Regions from separate parts of the Sus scrofa genome. Here region 2 is linked to region 1. The links are chromatin contacts, called in public Hi-C maps. All regions are on one chromosome and are shown on one strand. Each heading gives the region's core, a stretch centred on a gene start, on an enhancer-like site or on the middle of the called end of the contact. The rest is flanking DNA. Distances are from core to core; before and after follow the strand shown.

Region 1 (4,937 bases), core at 1,117-3,616:
AGTGACAGTGTGCATTATATGAAATGCCACAAAGGAGACACACTGGGACTGAGAAAGACAATGACGAGGGGACTAGAGTGGCTGGGGTCCCGGGGGGGCGGTGGAAGGACTTGTGTGGGGAAGGCCTCCCTGAGGGAGGGGTTTTAGGCAGAGGCCTGGAGGGGAAGGACTAACTCCATGCATATTAAGGGGAGGAAGGTACCAGCTAGAGAGCAGAGCAGGTGCAAAGATCCTGAGGCAGAGCAGGGCTCGGTGTGTGCAGGTGGGGGTAGAGCAGTGACTCAGTGAGCAAGTGGGGTGACCCTTCTGGCCTGTGCCCTCATGACTACCTCCTGGTGCTCCCTGGAGTTAGGAGGATGGGCGGGAAAGGAGGTGGTGGCTTCCAGTTTTCCTCTTGTGAGTTAAATTGACTCCACCTCCCAGAGGAAGCCAGAGGAGGCCCTGAGTCTCCACAGCAAAGACTTCCAAGGACAAGAGAACTGCATCTTCAGTAAGGGTGATGGAACCATGTGTCACCCTTGCAATGAATCAGAAGATATGGAAAACAGAGGGAAATGAGAAGATGCAGGGCGATTAATAAGGAAGTGGTTACACGATTAAGGTGCTGCCACATAATGGAGCATAACTCAATGGGCAAAAAGCAGGAGGGTAACTCCTGCAGTACCTAAGTAGAAAGATTTCTAGTGTATTGTTAGGCAAAAAACACAAGATACAGAGCTGAATGGTAGCTTAACCATTGGTGCAGGAAACAAATGGCAGGAGGGAGAAAACGTGCATTTCTCTGACATGCATAAAATCTCTCTAGAAGGACACACTCAAAATATGTGTAAGAGGAGTTTGCTCGTTAGGCTCTGTCCCCCTGGGAGAATGTTCCTGGAGGATGGGGAAGGGTCCCACCTGCCCTACATCCCTCCGGTGGGAGTGGGAACCTGGGAGAGGCAGGAGGAAGACATCCACTCCCTTCTCTTCTGTGTGTCCAAGTCTGAAACCTGAGAATATAGTTCTGATTCATAGAAATTAACAGAAAGCTAAAAACAAGGAAGAGCAATGAGGGGTCTGGAGGTGGTGGTGACAGCCCGGGGTTCCTTCCAGCACCCCTGCCTTGGCCTCTGATGACCTTGACCCTTACAGAGGTCAGTAGATTCCCAGAGAGCTACTGAGGGCTCGATAGATTTCACTCATCATCGCAATGGTTGAGACCAAAGCAATTGTTCCTAAGGGTCCGGAATGCATTTCAAAGCACAAACAGAAAGCCTCTAAGCGCCTCCCTCCAGAGCCCCTGAACAAATGAGCAATCATCAAGCTGGACTACAGTGAGGTACCCAGCAGAGGGCAAGGCACCCCAGGAGCATCAGTTGGTATAAACGGGAGGGGTAACTCAGAGTATCTCAGTCCTTGCCCTTGACCTCAACGTTTCCCAGCCTTGGCATGTGGATGTTTGAGCTGATGTTCTAAGTCCTTGTTGGGAAGGGCTTCCCTGGGCATCGCAGGAGGTTTAGCAGTCTTCTTGGTTTCTGCTCACAAGATGCCAGTAGCACCATCCGGCTCCAGACGGGACAACGCCACGTGTCTCTAGACATGGCTGTAGGGCAAAGTCGTCCCCAGGTGAGAACCAGTGTTCCCCTCCCAGGGAGCTGCTCTGTTCTCCCCCCTCAGAAGCCAGGCTCTCCCCTCTTCCAGTAGCCAGAGGGTTTGCCACAGAGGGTGGGAGTTGACTGACCTTCACGGTGGGTGAGCTTCCTGAGTTCCCTGGGTGCCAAGCAAGCGAACTTCCTGGGAACCTCCTCTATTTGGGACAATAACACTATCAGATTTTTACAAGTAACAGTGTCCACAGGAAGCTCCCACGCCAGGAAGGCCCGGGCCATAAAAGGGCACCCCCACCGGAGCAGGTTGATAACTGAGCTGAACACCCTCAGGCTGGCTGGCTGCCACGCTACAGTACCCCACCATCACCGTGGTGATGGAGCCAGGAGAGTAAATGCCATTTCCGCCCCCACCCATGCCCTGCCAAGTGCACTCAGGGTCATTTTGTACCAAAGAAGGTAGCCCAGTGGGGGCGCCTGCCCCCATCTCTCCTTCCCTTGAGAACACGATTCCCAGTAGACAGCTTTCTTTGGAGGGTGAAGAAAAAGGAACTGTGTTTCTGTGTTGTGATTAATTTGAGGCTCATCCTTGAGGGCTCTGTGAAATGAATGAGTAGAATTTTCCATGGCTCACTGTCCTGGCCGCCAGGCCCTATCGGCAAAAGCTTCGTGTTTATTTACTTTTGCTCATGTTATTTTTATTTCAGTTCAGCTGCAGCTCAGTGCGGAAAGCGTGGGGGAGGTGTATATAAAGAGTACGGAGACTGGCCAGTACTTGGCCATGGACACCAGCGGGCTTTTGTACGGCTCAGTAAGTATGAGGCTGACACGCTTCCAGATGCGGCCAAGGTTTGAGGTTTCCAGAAATCTTGTTACACTGAGTGATGCAAACTATAAAGCATCAATTAGTCTCTGTTTGTTATTTTTTCCAGCAGGATTCCCACCCTCCACCCTGCCTTATTTTAGGCACAAACATAAAAGAATTTCTTGCAGTTTTCTCTCAAAATACTCCAATGTATTATCACATAGACACAGGGAAAACATGGATTGAAATTTTAGTAACTTGTGTAGTCACTCGCTCCAGAATACCTGGTCCTGCTGCATTCATTCATTCCAAAAATGTTTCTTGAGCATCTATGGTAGGCTATATCGCTGTGTCTCTTAAGCTTTTTTACAAAAATTGCAGAGCCCAGATGCTGGCAGTTGATACGTTATGCATAAAACTGGGGAAATAAGCTTTTCATTCTGGAAGGGTCACCTAAAAGGATAAAACATTTAATAACTTCATTCAACCAAGATTGATCAAATATTTTCTGTGTCTGGATAGGCTTGGGTACCGAGGGGGTGCAGAGATGGAAAAGCCACATCGCTGCCCTTTGGAGAAGCAAAGTCTAAGAGTTTATTGGCTAAAGTCCTCCTTATCTCCTGTTGCATCCCTCTCCTAGTTAGTGCTTATCCGTGTTTGACTCAGTACATATTGATCTTGCCGAGAAAAGAGAGAATAGCAGCAATCTGATTTGGTCCCTATTGGTATCTCTGGGAAACTATTTGAATGGAAAGAGGGCTGAAGCCAATGGCCACAGGTTTTGAAATTATTTCTGGATTTTGATGATCCTTTCTCATAACTGAAAATTAAGGTTTCACCCAATCCTTTTCCTTCCATTCCTGAAGATGTCAAACAAAAGGCAGCCAGCGGGTGGGGGCGAGGGGGGGATTTTAGTCTGGGGCTCCCTTTAATTTCTGTTAAATTGCCAACTGAAGCTGTAACCTCAGCCAGAGGCTGAGATGTGAACACAGCTCATTGTTTTCACGTTGCCCACTAGGGCTCAGGAGACAGACCATCCGAGTAATGGGTAGCTTCTAGTAAGCTGTCTGCTGAAATAGCGATTGATTTGGACAACTTGAAAGGGTTTGGAACAAGGCATTGACTGCTACTAAGGGAGAAGATATTTTTTTTTAAGGCCTGGTCTTCTAGTCGATAATAAAATCAATAGACCAATCATTCAATCTCAGATGCGCCCTTAAATCTCACACCTCCGCCACTTGGGCAAGCTGCTCACCTACTCAGCCTTGTCTGAAACAGGGGCAGTAATCGGTGATAACAACCACATACTCACATACCCGAGAAGAGTCAGATAATGCCCAGAACCCGCCCACTGGCACAGCAGTGATAGCTACAGGCTAATCAGTTTACAAATTCCTAACCCTCATTATTTCTGAGCTTACATTTACAATCTTATGGTTTTTCCTCCTTTACATCAATTCCACCGTTTATTAAAACCTTCTCTTGCGTAAAAATCTGAGGGAGAACCCTCCCCCGATCTGATTTCCTCTAGGCTCCAGACCTCCCCCTTCTCCCACTATAGTCCTGGACAAGACTGCTGTGCCTGAAATATTCACAGGGTCATCTTAATATATGATGCTGAGTAATTTCATGTTCTCTCATCGATAAAGAGAATTTCTAAAACACCTCAGATATCTGCCTGATGCTCTTAACCAATTTAGGTATTCACCCATCCTGATGCAAATCTGTGTGTGTAGAAAGGACATATTTATTTTAAAAAATAAGTATGAAAGGCTCTAAAACATAAGATATCTTTATCTCTGGGAGTGGTGAATGGCTGATTTTATAATACATGAATGCCTTTCTGTATTTCCCAATTTCCTACAGTGGGCATCTGTCACCTATGTAACTGGGAAAAACATGCTAAATAGAAAGAAGAAAACAATTATAAAACAATAGGCACGAATCATCTTTAATCCCCAGGCCTGTGGCACCACACAAAGTGTATCGTAAGCGTTGACAAATCCTGGGTAAGAGACAGATGGAGCATCTCCAACCGGGCCTGCTGACTCAGCCTGTGACTCAGCCATTCTGTGTGTGTGTGTCAACCACTCTAGTGTCATAGACACCTCAGGTGGGGGATGTGGCCGTCCTCAGCTTCGTCACACACAGACCTGACACCCACTGAGGGGCGTCCTGGGGTGAGTCCTCCCTGCAGGAGAGTGGGCAGACCACACGGGTCCCAAACTCCCTGTCTCCTCCCCCCCCAACAATGAGCATCCAACAGTCATGTCTGGATAAGTTCCTCCAGAGGCAGCAGAGTCACCTAATTAAATATCACACCGATGCCCCATTTGCTCTAAAAGGATCTGAGTGTCTCACCCAGTTGTCACTGCATTAGCCTATGGATGAATAAGGAGCAGAATACTTCCTGTCGCATGGTTCCTTACTAATCAAAGTCCACTTTACCGAATGCTTTACGTGATCTCAAGAATCAAATTACATTCATTGCCTCGCCAGCGAGCACCTATTATCTGCAAGGCCCCGGGTCTAGGGGGTAGACACAG
Region 2 (4,937 bases), core at 1,277-3,776, 100 kb before region 1:
GCCCGTTCTCATCTGTAAGGGATTTTTCAACCTCAACACTACTGCCTCGGGGGCCAGCCTGGATAATTGACGTGAGGTGCTGTCAAGGACACTGCAGAAGGTTTTGCAGTATCTTTTGCCTCCACCCATCAGATGCCTTGAGCACAACCCCAGTCGCAGCAACCAAAATTGTCTCCAGAAACTGCCAAATGTCTTCTGGGGAAAGGGGGTTCCCACTGATGTATAATACGGACTGTATTTGTGCAAAGGCAAAGGGCCTTTCTAAAAACAACCGATGCTGCAAAGATTGATCCTGCTTTTTCCCCGCCCTGCCCCATTAAAATGGCCTTTCTTCCTGGGTCTCCACAGTCCTTTCAAACAGATAAGGAGGTACCTTTTTCAAGGTTAAGACCTCATTCCTGACCTCCCCACAGTGTGTTGGGTCAGCCCAAGACAATGCCTGACACATAGAAACTCAGTGGGTGTTGGTTGGATATATGGATGGATGCATGGATGGATGGATGGATGGATAAGAGCCGATGATCAGTCAACAAGAGGCACTCCAGGAGCAAGAGTCTTTGCCCCTCCTGAACCTTCTAAAACCATTTTGAAAAATAATGTTACTCATACTCGCATTTAAAAATTGATCTTAAATATTCACTCCAAAGTTCACATAGATTCAAGATAATAGCTTCCCATATACTGTAAATATTGGAAATAAAAAATTAAGCTGTGGCATCATTCTTTAAATGTATCTACTAATCTGTTACTCTTATTACCTTTTCTTTCTTTCTTCTTCTTTTTTTTTTAGGGCCTCACCCACAGCATATGGAGGTTCCCAGGCTAGGTGTCGAATCAGAGCTGTAGCTGCCGGCCTGCACCACAGCCACAACAACGTGGGATCCGAGCTGCATCTGCGACCTACACCACAGCTGACAGCAACGTCAGATCCTTAAGCCACTGAGTGAGGCCAGGGATCGAACCTGCGTCCTTGTGGATGCTGGTCAGATTTGTTTCTGTTGTGCCATGAGAGGAACTCCCATCATTACTGCCTCTAATATCCTCTACAGTTTGCTTTCACAGTGCTCTCCCTCAAATTCAAGGGACAGAAGAGACAAAGTTGTTAAATAAAAACTGCCTTAGTTATTGAGGGAAGCTGAATTCAATTATTAAAGGAAGCTTCCAGTTTGAGAATGTGAACTTAGAGGTTTCTATATTTGAGGCAAAGGTTCCTTAGGTTTGTGAAGAGTGAGGGGGATGCTTTCCAGTAGGGGAAGGATTATTAGGAACACAGGCATGTTCTCAGGCAAGCCAGTTTTATGAAAAAGTACCTAAAGAAACGGGGAACCTGGAAAGTGGTTCTCTAAAAATAACCCCCCCCACCCCGGGTGCCCATTGGAAAGTCTTGAAAACCACCATCCTGGGGCGAATCATGCTAGTGGCCAGCAGAGGGCAGTGTTGGACAAGCTGTTAGGCTCCATCTCCCTGGCTCCTCCCCAGGGCAGTAGACAGAAAGGGCAATTTCCCCTGGAGGCAGTGGCGAGCCCAGCCTGGGCGGCCCAGCCCAGTCTTCTCTGGTGTGTGTGTTTGCACAGTGAATTATTCATAGGAAACTGGCTTCATGGAGACTGGAGGCCAGAGACTCTCCATCCTGTACCAAGAATCAGGGCCTGGGACTGGACACAGATGAAAACCCTTATTCTTTTTCCCCTTCAAGAAACTGTGTTTGGGGGAAGAAATTGAAGAGTGACGTCATGGGTATGAATCAACCATGGACGTTTTTGTTTTTCTTCTTAAAGAAATGAAAACAACAGTGAAGTCTCAATAATTTATAGCTTCAGGAGACAGGGAGCAAAGTGGCAGCAAGCTGCCGCTCTGCGAGCTCACCCTCCCTGGCCTCTGCCCCTCTGGCAGAGCTGTCAGGGCTCTAGAAACAACCATGCTGATGGCGCGAAGAGGAGGATGGGCAGGTGGCATTTTGTCAGGCAGGAGGGCTTCCCAGCTTCCCAGGCAGGTCTGGAGAGGAAGGATCAGAGGTGAAAATCCAAGTTCCTTAAATATTTAAAGTTTTACAAGCTTAGGAGTTAAAAGCAGAAACAGCCAGGGGAAACAGCCAGCATCTCTGTGATTCAGGGTTCGAGCCTGACTCGTCACATGCTCACACCCCCCGCCCGAGGTTGCTAAGAGGGGCTCTTATGTCTGCAGCCAGAAGTGTGTTGACGGTAGGAATGCAGTACAAAGCAGTGACTTTGCTCATGACACATATCCTTCCTGAATCCTCAAAGGGTGGGGATGAGCTGGTGGAAATAAAGTTAGGAATCTGAACTAGCTGCTCGGATATACTAAAAGTGACCTGGGGAGAAAGACCCTCTGGCTGCCCTTCCGCCTTGCACAGGGAAAGGTAACCGGGCCGGTTCCAAAAGTGGCTCGGAGACAGCTTGGATGGGACATCTGTCCTTTCATCTGGCATCTATCCAGCCCCCAAATAGCTTCTGTGTTTGGTCCAAAAATAAAATCACATGAGAGGGGGGAGAAATAAATGCACAAGGACTTGCCCTTGGACTTTCTGTGAGTGCCCCAGCCACCCTGGTCAGGGCCCTGGGAGCGTGGCCTCACCATACACTCCCCTGCCTCCCTCTCGGGGCTCCCCAAGGCTGGGGAACCAACGACCTGGATCAGGGCGGGCGTGGGCTGCCGTCTGCAGGCAGCCCCTTCTCTGGGGCCCCCTCGAGCCCCAGTCACAGCAGTGAGGGAGCGGGAGAGAGAGGACCGCAGACCCAGCCGCCCGCACTCCAGGGAAAAAGGGCATCGCCTCCTTTGGTGAAGGACACTCCCTGCTGATGGAGGATGGGAAATCCCTTCCTCCTGCCGCAGCCCAGCTGGCCTGCAGTGGACCTGCTAGGACAGTGTGGACCTTGTAGGCTGTCGCAGCTGCCGTCGCCCCAGAGAGAAAGCGCCCCAGAGCCAAAGCTCCAAGGTGAGTGCGCCTGTTTCTCCAGGGGGCTCAGATTGCGGTGGACGTTCTGCCTGGCTTCAGGCTTATGCTCAGCATGCATGCTCTCCACACGCCCCTTCTCCCTCTTCTCCTCCCTGATCTGAGTCCGTGGCGGGGGTGAGTCTATGTGATGGATGCTGGGGTAAAACATTCCTGCACTCTCCTCTCTCACTCGGAGGCCAGCCTGCTTCCAGAAAGAACTGGGTGAGTCTAATGCTTAGCAGGGAAGCAGGAAGGGGTTCCTACCAAGTGAATTATCTTTGCTGAGATCCAAGAAGACATTTCTCCGAAGAACCATTAGACAGATTCCATTACAGTCACGTTAATGTCTAGCTTTGAAAAGCTCTGCCTCAAATAGGAAATAAACAAAAGGATGCCAGCTGAACCCTTGTCATTGGGCAAAAAGGAGAAAATGCAAATGTGGTCTGCAGAGCTTCCTCCCCCGCCTCTTACCCTATCTCTTCCTGATGTCTTGGAACCCTGCAAAATATTCTTAACAGATCCAAGAATTCATTTCTTTGGTTGTGAACAAGAAGGAATACATCAAGGGTTTGGGAAGAACTGCTCTGAAAGCAGAGCCCAGGGACAAAGAAGAAGGGAGAAATTTTGTGGAGCCATGGTTTCTTCCTTCTCTAGTCTCTGCCTCCCAAGCCTGGGACAGGTGCCTGCACCGCTTCTGGGATACGGGCTAAAGTCTCCATCACTTGGGCACATGCACTGTTTTTCCGAGACACGCACCGCCCCTCACTAGGGACCACAAATAGCTATGCTGAGGGTAAACCAATAAAATGTTGGTAGGAACAAGGTACCTCCTTGACTATGTCAAGATTCTTTTAGGGACAATGGACTGAAATCCAGTTGGAAGAGACTTAGGCAACTGGCAAGGCCAGGGGTTTGGGAAGGTGGGGTCCAGGTGCCTAGGCAATGGCACCCTGAATCTGTCTCTCTGCATTTGTTGGCTCTGTGTCCCTGCGTCATTCTGTTCCCCGGGAGGCTCACCTATCCTGGGGGCAGGGTGGCGGCCAGCCGCTCCAGGCTGCACCCTGGGGGCACAGCCCCCCTTCAAGAACGGTGCTCCCCTTCCCTGCAGTTCTAGCTAGACTCTCAGGGTCACGTTTCACAGAGCCAGTGTGGGTACTGCACCCAGCCCTGCCATGGGGTCTGGTCATCTCCACCCCAAAGCACATGCCCTGAGAGTGATGACGGGCGGGGGTCCCCAAAGACAATCGAGGGGGCTGGCTGCAGGACTGCCGAGGTCCCTGCTTACCATTTTCTGCTGCGTTTTTGGTGGGCTGTCTGGATGAAGAGCCAAAACTCCTCCAACATAACTCCTCCTCCTTCCTCCCTCTTTCCGTCCACAAAAATGTCTTAGTGACAGAAAGTCTCATAGGGCACGTGACTGTCTACTGAACAGGTGCCTGGCAGACCCCATGGCCTGTCTTTCCTAGGGACCCTGAGAGTGGGAAAGACACCAGAAGGTTTGTCTCTGGCTCAGTCCCCAGACTGCTCCCCATGCCTACACCCACCGGGCCCCCCCCCCCGCCCGTGCTCCCATGGGTGTCCCCTTTCCCTCCCGCCCCTGCCCGCTGCTGTCTCCCTCTGCTCTGTGATGTGAACCCTCCAGCCTTTATGGGCTGGACTCCTCTGGCCCCTCCAGTCTCTCCTGCCCTCTCCACTCCTGAACCCGGACAGCCCTGCCCCCAGCACCACAGTTCCCTCTGATGCCTTGTTGCCCTCCCAACCTGAATTTTACATTCCTGGGGACAATGAAGTTCCATCCCCAGCCCTCTCTGTGGCATCTGATACATGTCAGGGGTTCCCAACCACTTAAAAAAAATCAGCCTCCCTAAATAGCTTAGAGAGGATGGCTGGAGTATGTGAGATCCTGAATTCTGATTTTATAAGTGACATAATAACCATGACAGGGAGTTCCCCTTGGGGCTCAGTGGTAACAAATCCAACC

The links. A called contact is a pair of places that touch in the nucleus more often than the background predicts.
Region 2: a contact with region 1 is called in a Hi-C map of embryonic fibroblasts, with 2.4 times the contacts expected there. The contact joins the promoter of FGF1 here to the enhancer-like site in region 1. A contact is called at or near these places in 3 of 5 promoter capture datasets (fetal skeletal muscle, liver and skeletal muscle), 21 of 47 Hi-C or Micro-C datasets (adipocytes, adipose tissue, alveolar macrophages and 13 more) and 1 of 2 datasets of contacts at active chromatin or transcription factors (skeletal muscle).

What each region holds. Positions count from the first base shown.
Region 1 is chr2:144,139,255-144,144,191 of Sscrofa11.1, reverse strand. It overlaps FGF1 (fibroblast growth factor 1), which reads left to right. Exons shown (of 6, transcript XR_002341962.1): 4 at 2,294-2,397. Among named protein-coding and RNA genes, the nearest start is that of FGF1, 100 kb to the left of the region's middle. Within about 2 kb of position 2,366, at least 25 of the 83 cell types and tissues checked have an H3K27ac peak or open chromatin away from gene starts, as enhancers often do. A contact at or near this core is called in adipose tissue, embryonic fibroblasts, fetal skeletal muscle and 2 more, where this site is marked.
Region 2 is chr2:144,238,934-144,243,870 of Sscrofa11.1, reverse strand. FGF1 (fibroblast growth factor 1) reads left to right here and starts at 2,526. Exons shown (of 6, transcript XR_002341962.1): 1 at 2,526-2,956.